2 separate regions of the Zea mays genome follow, and region 2 is linked to region 1. A link is a contact called in public Hi-C data. All regions are on one chromosome and are shown on one strand. Each heading gives the region's core, a stretch centred on a gene start, on an enhancer-like site or on the middle of the called end of the contact. The rest is flanking DNA. Distances are from core to core; before and after follow the strand shown. Region 1 holds the start of LOC100285425 (calcineurin subunit B). Region 2 holds the start of LOC100501846 (putative RING zinc finger domain superfamily protein).

What was found. A called contact is a pair of places that touch in the nucleus more often than the background predicts.
Region 2: a contact with region 1 is called in a Hi-C map of leaf, with 6 times the contacts expected there. The contact joins the promoter of LOC100501846 here to the promoter of LOC100285425 in region 1. A contact is called at or near these places in 4 of 25 Hi-C or Micro-C datasets (ear, leaf and tassel).

What each region holds. Positions count from the first base shown.
Region 1 is chr4:178,450,870-178,455,570 of Zm-B73-REFERENCE-NAM-5.0, reverse strand. LOC100285425 (calcineurin subunit B) reads right to left here and starts at 2,391. Exons shown (of 6, transcript NM_001158318.2): 1 at 2,129-2,391; 2 at 1,848-1,972; 3 at 896-992; 4 at 649-758; 5 at 485-559; 6 at 1-187. The coding sequence starts at 2,198. The coding sequence ends at 137.
Region 2 is chr4:178,669,844-178,674,794 of Zm-B73-REFERENCE-NAM-5.0, reverse strand. It overlaps LOC100501846 (putative RING zinc finger domain superfamily protein), which reads right to left and starts at 2,588. Exons shown (of 6, transcript NM_001196494.1): 1 at 2,313-2,588; 2 at 649-1,521; 3 at 360-536. The coding sequence starts at 2,480.

The DNA.
Region 1 (4,701 bases), core at 1,142-3,641:
TCAACAAAGGTTACAAAAGTTTAGGCAAGTGGACCGGAAACAAAGAAGATGACGAAAGTGAACGGTCATATTGCCCTGCTACACGACACTAACCATGTTCTGCAGACAAAACCGGAAGCTTGTTTTCCACATTTCACTAGTCGATTGGCACTTCCACCTCCATCTTAAGGCCAGGATGGTCGATGATCTGAAACAACAGCCACAAGAACACATTCTCAGACGTGCTACCGACATATAAGACGGCCACAAGGCTTGTAGATGGATATGGAACCGCAATAGACATCGAAGAATATGCAAATAGCCTATGATATGATACAGCGGTGGATTTTGGCTTTACTAACGCCTTTGCCCTCTTAATAGAAAAAAACGTGCTTTTGCGTGGATTGTTTCTACCTAGGCTATCAATACAGCAACACGCAATTCTCTTGCATGTGTTCAGAGGGAGGGAAAACAGATATATGGACACGGAAAAGGATTTCTGCACCTGGATAAAATCTTCAAGCGAGAATGCGTAATCCCTCGTGTACCCTGCTTCTTCCAGAACTTCAGTTACCACTTGCTGCAAGACGTCAATATGATATGTCTCACGCTGATATTGCACAATTCCGTATAAAAACCACACGGCCAATTTAGATATATAATAAGCACCTCTCTTTGTTCCTCGGACATGAATGACCCTGTTAGGTCCCGTAAAACCTCTAGCAGATCCTTGAAGGTAATTTTTCCCTTGCCATCGATGTCATAAACCTTGAATATAACTGCTTCACCAAACAGACAAAGAAAAACGTTGAGGAAGTGAGTAATCATGAGAACTTCATCATGCAACACCTACGTGCTTTTGATATAAGTAGGAAGAAAACAACGAAATGCAAACGCTATGGCAGTCAGGTATTACACTCGATCTTCTGACGAAGGCTGGCTTTTGCACTGAATGTAGAAAGAAACGCAACGAAATCCTTGAAGTTCAACCCATCAACCATACGGAGCAACCTCTGAAGAAAAAAAAAGATACTCAAAACCATCACTCGAGATGAGCAAGACGTTGGTTGAATCAACTGGAGCAGTACACCGTTTGTCCTGGCAGAGCTTTGTCATGTAACTTATGGTATCTAGAGACAGTAGCATGCCTAGTGTTGTAGCCGTGTATCCTATCGGTCAAGTTGTTATGGCAAGCACAACTGACGCTGTTCTTCAGCAAGGCAGCAGATACAGAGGAAACCCAACCAAGCTTTGCCCAGACCCAGATAGTGCGACTGATGTGGATGAGGCCATGTTTGGCAGAGTTTCTAGCAACTTTTGCTTCCCAAGAGAGCTCAAAATGCAGAAGGTCCCCAAACAGGATTGCTTCTTCAAGCAGACAAAAGCACCAAAACCTCAACTGTATACTGAAAGTATAGAAGCTCACTCGGAGCAGCTTTCCCATGATGCATCTCCAGGAGATGATGCTTATGGAAAGGCTACAGCTCCCCTAACCATGGCCTTAAGCTATAATTAAAGTGGCGAGCAGCTTGTTTGATTAGATGTTTTATTTACCTTCCCTTTTTTTCGTTTGGTTTCAGATTCACAAGAGGACAAAATGGTTTATATTCAGTAGCTCTCCGAGGGAATGTTGTAAATTGGCAGCTCTCCGAGGCCAGATATGCAAACAAAAAGGAAAAGGAGGGAAGTACAATAATCTGTAGCAACAGCACCAATCCCAGAACAGTTGTACTGTACATAACTGCCAGCATAAATTGACAATGAAATGGAAAGGTAATGGGACATACAAAAAACAATCAGCTCAGCCTGAAAAAATAAAACCACATGAAACTTAGCATGAACGAGAGGGAGCGGGTAGTGGGAGGCACCTTGGAGAGCGGGTTGAGGGAGAACTCGGGGATGGAGAGGAACTCGTCCTCGGAGATGAAGCCCTTGGCGCTGCGGTCCAACTGGCAGAAGCGCTCGTACAGCGACACGATCTCCTGCTGCGAGACTGCTCGAGAATCAAATGAAACACCAACGATTAATTATCTACACAATATGTATATATAGTAGATGTAGAGAGAAGAAACCAAATTGTGGGAGAGAGAGAGAAACAGAAGGGGGCCAAGGATCGGATCGTCCATGGGGCGCGCGGCGAGGTAGTTACAGAGGTAGCTGCAGTGCTCCTGCACCTCCTCGATGTCGTACTGGGTCAGCATGGACGACGCGTTTCCCATGGCTCCCCTTCCTTCCTTCCTTCGCCCTACGATCCAACAGTAGTTGCCGCCGAAGAGCGCGGCGGTGAACTTGGCTGGCGTGGATGGGAAGAAGGGAAAGGGACGCGAGGGCACGGGACGACAGTCACAGACGACGCCACGCCACGGCCGCATATTCTCATGCCAAAATTCCCGGTTGCCGGAGACACCGAGCCTCTGCCTGCCAGTGCCAGGTGCCACCGCGGGCTCATTTATTGGCTGACGTGTCGTGGGCCTCACGGGTTTCTTTACTACTGGGCTGGGTTGGGTTGGTCCCAAAAGAAAATAAATATACGCGGGCCTGCTGCTGCCCTTGCCGTATTTTCCTTCTTCGTTGGGAAATTGGTCACCCAAATTGGGTGTAGATCTAGAGACAGATGAGTAAAAACTAACCGCAAGTAATTATAGTCACCCCGGGAGCAATAATAATTATGTCATCATGTAATCCTCACCGGACAAGATATCTTGCCAATCCGGATTCCGGAGCACCATCGCATTCGCAGACGACCAAAGCCTGCTTTGCGTCCATCAAAATGCCTGATAACCAGTTAGCAAATCCACACTAATTAATTACTCACATCTAGGTAACTGCAGCAACAAATAAAGCCCTACGTTTGCTTTGTGTCCGTCTCACCACCTCCGCTGTCTGAGCATTGATTGGTGACGTGTCGGAGCCATTGGTTGCAAGTCAATCGCGACGACGAGAATGTTTCAGAAATCCACAAGAGCAGAACGAGGCCGTCTGGTAGATATCAACAACAGGAGAATGTTTCAGCGAACAGGCTTACGGTTTCTACTATCATTATGTGCTCATGTAGTTTTGTTTCTCACAATGTGCCTGCGAGGTGTATGTATTTCTGCTTTTTCTCATCTCTTGAATAGAGGGCCTCACTGGGTATTTTGTTTGGATCATATTTTGTTAGAAGATTGCGTGTTATAGCGTGGTATTGTCTACGTTGTTTTTGATGCAGTGAATGAATCCTTTACTCCATTTTCAAGGGTGTGCTACTTTGTTATGACCATTTGGAAAGTTTTCTTTGGCAATATATACACACCACATCTATATTGTTAGGAAAAGAATAATCTCACCAAAGACATTTGTTTGTGTTTTGTATGACAGGAAGTTGGCAATGTCCTCTATGTTGTGGACAATGGTGCAGGTGTGTAAGTGTTCTCGAAAAATGTGCGAACAAAAATTGGTCTTTTCAGTCAGCCGGGTGCTTTGCACCGACGTTAACTGCTTATATGTATCTCAAAGAACAAAGGTCAGAAAGAGAGAGTAGATTAGAGTCAGTCACTGTCATTGCATCACTAACCATTTCTTACCGCTATAAAGAACTGTTACGTCTTGACTCTATCGGACATCATCTATCCACATATACTGTGACACTGTGTACACAAATTGGAGTAGTGTGCTCAGTAGATGCGATCATGACAGGCATTAAAATTATTTCTCTCATTATTGTGAAAAATATAAGTGTACACGTGTAGTCTGATACGACTATGCGACATGTCATGAATATAGTTGGCCAAATGGCACTAACACGACGGGCCGGCACTGGCACGGCACTGGCACGGCACGGCACGGACCTTTTAGTGCCAGTGCCGGGCACGGCCCGTTCTTAGTGCCGTGCCTGGGCCACCACTTGGGCCCGTAGGGTCGGTCCAGGCACGGCACGGTAAATTGGGCTGGCACGGCGCCGGCACGGCCCACCCAGCAGCCGGCCAGCCGTGTAACCCGCCCCCGGCCCCCACTTCCCAGTCCCCACTCCCCAGCCGCGGCCGCTCAGTCGCTCACTCGCTCACTCGCTCTCGCTCTCGCTCAAACCCTAACTCGCTCTCGCTCAGCCGCGGCCCGCGGGCGATTCGGCGGCGTCCGGCGAGCTCCCCTCTCCCTCGTTCCCTCCGGCCTCCGCCTCCGCTTAGCGCTCCGGTCTCCATCTCCGCCTCCGGTCTGCGGTCTCCGGCTCTCCGCCTCGGCGCCTCCGCTCGGACTCGGATCGATCGTCGCTCGTCGGAGAATGGAGATCCTCTCCGGCTCTCCCCCGCTCGGATCTGCGCATTTGTGAACCGGGTAACTCAGATCCATAACCCCCGCTCGGATCTCTTGTCTTCTTCTCCCCCTCCGGTGTGATCTGCGGAGATCTCGGTGCTCCGGCTTATTAGGGTTTGTGAACCGGTGCGATCTGCGCTTCTGCGGAGATCCCGGTGCTCCGTTCTCCCTCATCTCTCTCCTCTCTCCTGTCTTCTTCTCCCCCTCCGGCCTCCGGTGTGATCTGCGCTTCTGCGGAGATCCCGGTGCTCCGTTCTCCCTCATCTCTCTCCTCTCTCCTGTCTTCTTCTCCCCCTCCGGCCTCCGGTGTGATCTGCGCTTCTGCGGAGATCCCGGTGCTCCGGCTTGCTCCGTTGAGGAACCGGGACTCCGGGGTCCGGTACGGCGACACTGGCACTGGCACTGGTACTCTCCTCTCTCCTAGCTCCGGTC
Region 2 (4,951 bases), core at 1,339-3,838, 220 kb before region 1:
AAAACATGATTAACACCAATTCAAATTGGCCAGAGTAGGTTATAACATTAAAAGACTAAAGTCTGGAACTGGAGTTTAGTCTTAAAAGTTGTTAGAATACCATATGCAAATGATAAAACATCATCAAACACACAACAACAGTTAAAAGATTATGCCCCCTATATTCTCTGTTATGCCACTTATTATGTCATCATCATATAGAATGTTAATGTTAATGATAATAAAATGAACGCAAAAGAAAAAAAAACTCGACCTGCGGGGGGTAAGACAGCCCCCGGGCATTGTATTAAGAAGAAGACCTTCTCACACAGGTCGAGAAAACCCCCGAACCCCTGCCCCGAACGCAAAAGAAAGAATACCTCAAATAACGCTTCAGTTAACATGACAATTCTTGATATACTTGCTCGGGCACTAGATTCTTCAGCAACCAAGAAAGAATCACATGTGCATCGGCCAGTTTGATGAATCCCCAAAGGACATGCAGCAGTGCCTTGTTCATTACCACTATCAAAAACAGCACGGCGATGCTCCCTAATCTGTAACAAAAAAAAAGGTGTGACCATGAGATGGATCAGCAAAATCCATATCAGGAAAAATATACGGCAAAGCAGGCATAACAATTACCCGGGATCTTGAATACTGGCTTACTCTGATCGAACCATGTCGCCTGCGATGAAAATATCTTGATTCCCCCAACTCTTCAAAAATGTCATCACCAAGGTCTAGCCATGTGCTGTAAAATCCGAGGTCATCAGCATCAAATTCTGGATAACCTCTTGAGCCACGCCTGGAAAACGTGTCCCATAGAATCCTTCTGTGACTCCTCCTTGTTTCACTGCTGCTAGAATCCCTAGAGCGTCCTAGACCGTCATTTGAGAAAATGCTCATCATGTCATCATGTAATATACTCCCTCCAGGCTCACCATGTGGCCCACTGAATATGGGGACATCTGCCCTGGTAGAGATTGGATCTGGCATTGGTTCCACAATCACAGATGATGCAATTGAAGAGTTAGGAAACATAGATGTTAAGCTAGCTTGAGATACATCTGATCTTTCACTTGTCATGGCAGTTGTGGATGAGGTCCCTTGCGGAGATACCTCTCCTTCTAAGTCAGACATGATCCTTTCAGATGCCATCAATGAGGGGCCCAAACCAGATTCAGCGGCTGAGCCACCAGTTTCATTAGTGGAGACTGTGCTAGGAATATTTTCCAGCTCTGATCCTATAAAACTTATCCCTTCTCCTGACATATCACTATTAACAGCTTCATTACTGAAACTTCCCCTAACCATGACAGCCTTCCTAGATGAGCTTTCAAGGCCACTTGTTTCAGCATTTTCAGTCCCCAGGCCATCTTCCTTGTTTTCATGGCAATTGAGGTGATTGAATCTGAGGTGATGGCTTATGGTACTTGAAGAGGAATGCAGCCTTGGACTTGACGCGGTGGAAATCTGGAGATCCTTAGCAGCTAGAGAAGCCTGAAAATTCAGGGCACGTACTGGTCGCCCTGATTGTACCTGTAGACAATACCTTGCTGACATCAAATACCAGCATGGAAACAGTGCATGGGGACAAAATGCAGTGTATCGCTAACAGAAAACACCAGGAAAAACACACAAAACGTTCCAGATTCCACAAAATTGCTTTAATTTGTCACTTCGAGGCCCAGCCCCTTAGGCTTGTTCGGGTTAGGGGTGGATTGACAGGAATTAAATCCCCTGCTAGTCAAAATTAAATAGAAATGGATTTAATCCCTTCCAATCACCATGCAACCCAACAAGGCCTTAATGCACATATGAACTTTGGGAGCCATCCATTCTACAGTCATGTGCGTGATGGAAGGGCGCATGATAAGACCAAACGCAATTAGCTATGCTTTTCAAGTCCGAGATATATGTAATGAATCAGTGAAGGTTGAAGGACCACGAAAGTTTCAGAGCATTAGCTAGCCGCCCCAGACTTATCATCATATCATACGATAACCGAACAAGAGCAGTACTACCACCTCAAACCTCCAAAAGTAATCAAGTTTCTGCTTGGCCCCCCATACAGCTATCAGCTATGCGAATCCGCACCTCGTCAGAGACTAATCCCCACGCTCTCCAATCTCACCACCTAGCGGGAAGCTGTCCGGGACTCGGGAGCCACGAGCCCACGACCATCGATTCCGCGCGGCGAATCCGCACCTCCGTTACAGACTAATCCGCAGCCGACGCCTGGACTCCGGCCCCCGGTGCCGGAGCTACCGGCGCCCTCCGGCATCCCGGGACGCCAGACGACGACGCAGCGCGGGTACCGGGACTAGTACCTCGATAGCGCTGGAGGAGGAGGACCCGGCCAAGGTGAAGCTCCCGCCGTCGTGCGCTTCGGCGGCGGCGGCTGGGGAGGAGGAGGATCGGGTCCCGAAGCACCCTCCGAGGCCGAGGCGCGCCCGGCGCCGCGACGGCGCGTCCGCGCGGCTGCTCCCGGCGCCCATCTCGCTCGCCGGCTCGCGCTTCCGATTGCTTTCCCCCCTTTCTCCTCCGTCGAGTGGGAGAGGGAGCGCGAGAGAGAGAGAGAGAGAGAGGACGAGGAAATCGCTGGGAAGTGCCGTGCGTGCGGGGCCGGGCCGGGACGTCGCTTTGTATTTTTCGCTTTTGGATTTTATTTATCGCCAGTTCGCTAGATTAATTGCCTTGTGGACAGCAATAACCTGTGGTGATTTATCGTCGTCCCAGCCAAAGTTGACCTTCACGCCATCTGCGCCAGGAAAAATATTGACAACCGAACACTATATAAGATAAAAATAAATCCAACTACCGCTAATTTTCACTGTACCGTCTCAAATCTGGGGTTGTTTTACACCAGTGGAAATCCCCATCCTCAGCACCGTAATATTCTGCTTTCTTTTCCTTTCTGCTTTGTACATAAAAGATGCTTTCTTTTCCTTTCTGCTTTCTATAAAAGCGCGTCCTCAATAGTCTTTATCGAGTCCACTCTCGCTAAATATACTCAACTGAAGAGACATTTAAGTGAAAATCACTTCCTACATATCTTTTCATCCTCCGACAATTTCTATATATTTCGCATGCACTCTGGAGAGCCACTCTCACTATTTTTATTTCGAGTGGGGAACTCGAAATAGAGGGTATGATGATCAATAGTTAGAAATCTAACTGAATATGTAGTGATACAAGAAGGATGTGAAGACTGAAGAGTCTCTTGAAACTGCTGTAAACAGCCTGCGACGAAATTAAAGGACATTGTTTTACTCACCATTTTTTTTGCTCTCTTCGGCTTATGCTGAATTTAAACTTGTGTCTATACTTGTACCGGAATCACGGTAATTATTCTAATCTAGTATATAGGTAAATTACCGATGTAACTCAAATCAAAATGCGGAGAAGGAACATTTCACACCAATTTCTGCAAAAAAAATTGTTGTATTTCTGTTGACACTTTTTTAGGGCGTCAATCACTCAACAAGAACCAGCGGCGGTGCTCTCTGGTCATGCGCGGACGGTCCGCGACCTGTCGCGAGGCTAGGGTTCCCTGTCTGACGGCCGGACCGTCCGCGCCCTAGGGCCGGACGGTCCGCGACCTGGCGACAGAGCCGTCTTCCTCCTTCTTGCTGGAATCTAGATCCCGTCCCCTTGGGGGGAAATATCTTAAGGTGCTCTGGGTCGACAGGTCACCCGGGGCGTCCCCAGACGACGTGAAGTCGCCTAGGAATTAAGAGATCAATTCGAGGAAGAGGTTTTGGATGGACAACTAGATCTTGCCTCCCCCCGGAGGGGTGAGATCCTAGGGTCGTCTTGGGATCGGCAGGCCACTCAAGACGGATCTAGACACCGTAGAGTCGAATAGGGGTGGAGGTGGATATTGTAGGAAACGGGTGACGCCTAAGACGGGGGGTGAATTAGGACTTCTAAAACTTTCGCTAAACTAGGCCACAATTAAATCCCTAGAGCAAAACCTATGCAAATAGTCAAACTAGAATGTGCAAACTAGGTTTTGTCTAAGTGTTGCTATCTCTACCGCAATGGCTAAGTTTCAATCTACACTAAATAAGTATGACTACAAGATTGAAACTTAAATGCTTAATATAAATGCGGAAACTTAAAGAGCAAAGTAGAGAAGCAAACTCTCGTGGATGACGTCGGTATTTTTACCGAGGTATCCGGAACCGCGCAAGGTCCCGACTAATCCTCGTTGGTGCCCCTACGCAAAGGGAAGCCCACGCGAGGGCCAAGCACCTCGGTCGAGTAACTCCGTAGAGAGCCACGGGCCTTCTCCACGCGCAAGTGGTGCTCCGCTTCCGGCTCCTCTCGGACGCTCCCCGCCGTCTCCACTATCGAGCTTTCGGCCAAAACGCCGTGGGCCTCGTTCCCTCCGGTACACAGTGGCGGCCGTGACACAAACGCGGTTGTCACGGTCTCGCAAGACTCTCGCCCCACTCGGTACAATTACAACGACTCACACAAGAGCCGTGGGGTTGTGTGGTTTGTCTAAACTCACTCAACTAACTACGATTCACCTAGAGCAAGCGCTAATGCGGTCTAACTAACCTAAGCACTTCACAAAGCACCTACGCTAATCACCGAGTGATTCTATTAAGCACTTGGGTGTTTGAGCACTTGGAAATGTCTACAATATGCCTCGGTATGTTGCTTGGGCTCCCACACCTTCAAATGGTCGGTTGGGTGAAGTATATATATGCCCCAACTCAAATATAGTCGTTGGAAAGCAGTTCTGCAGCTTTCTGTGGCGCACCGGACAGGTGCACCGGACATGCCACGTGTACTAGCCGTTGGAGCTTCCGAAGATGGCGCACCGGACATGGCGCAGCGGACGGTCCGGTGTGCACCGGACAACCCATGTCCGCTTGTCGTATTTTGGCCATAACTTTTAGCTCTGAACTCCGATTTCGATGATCTTATACTTTTTGGAAAGCTTATGAAATTATCT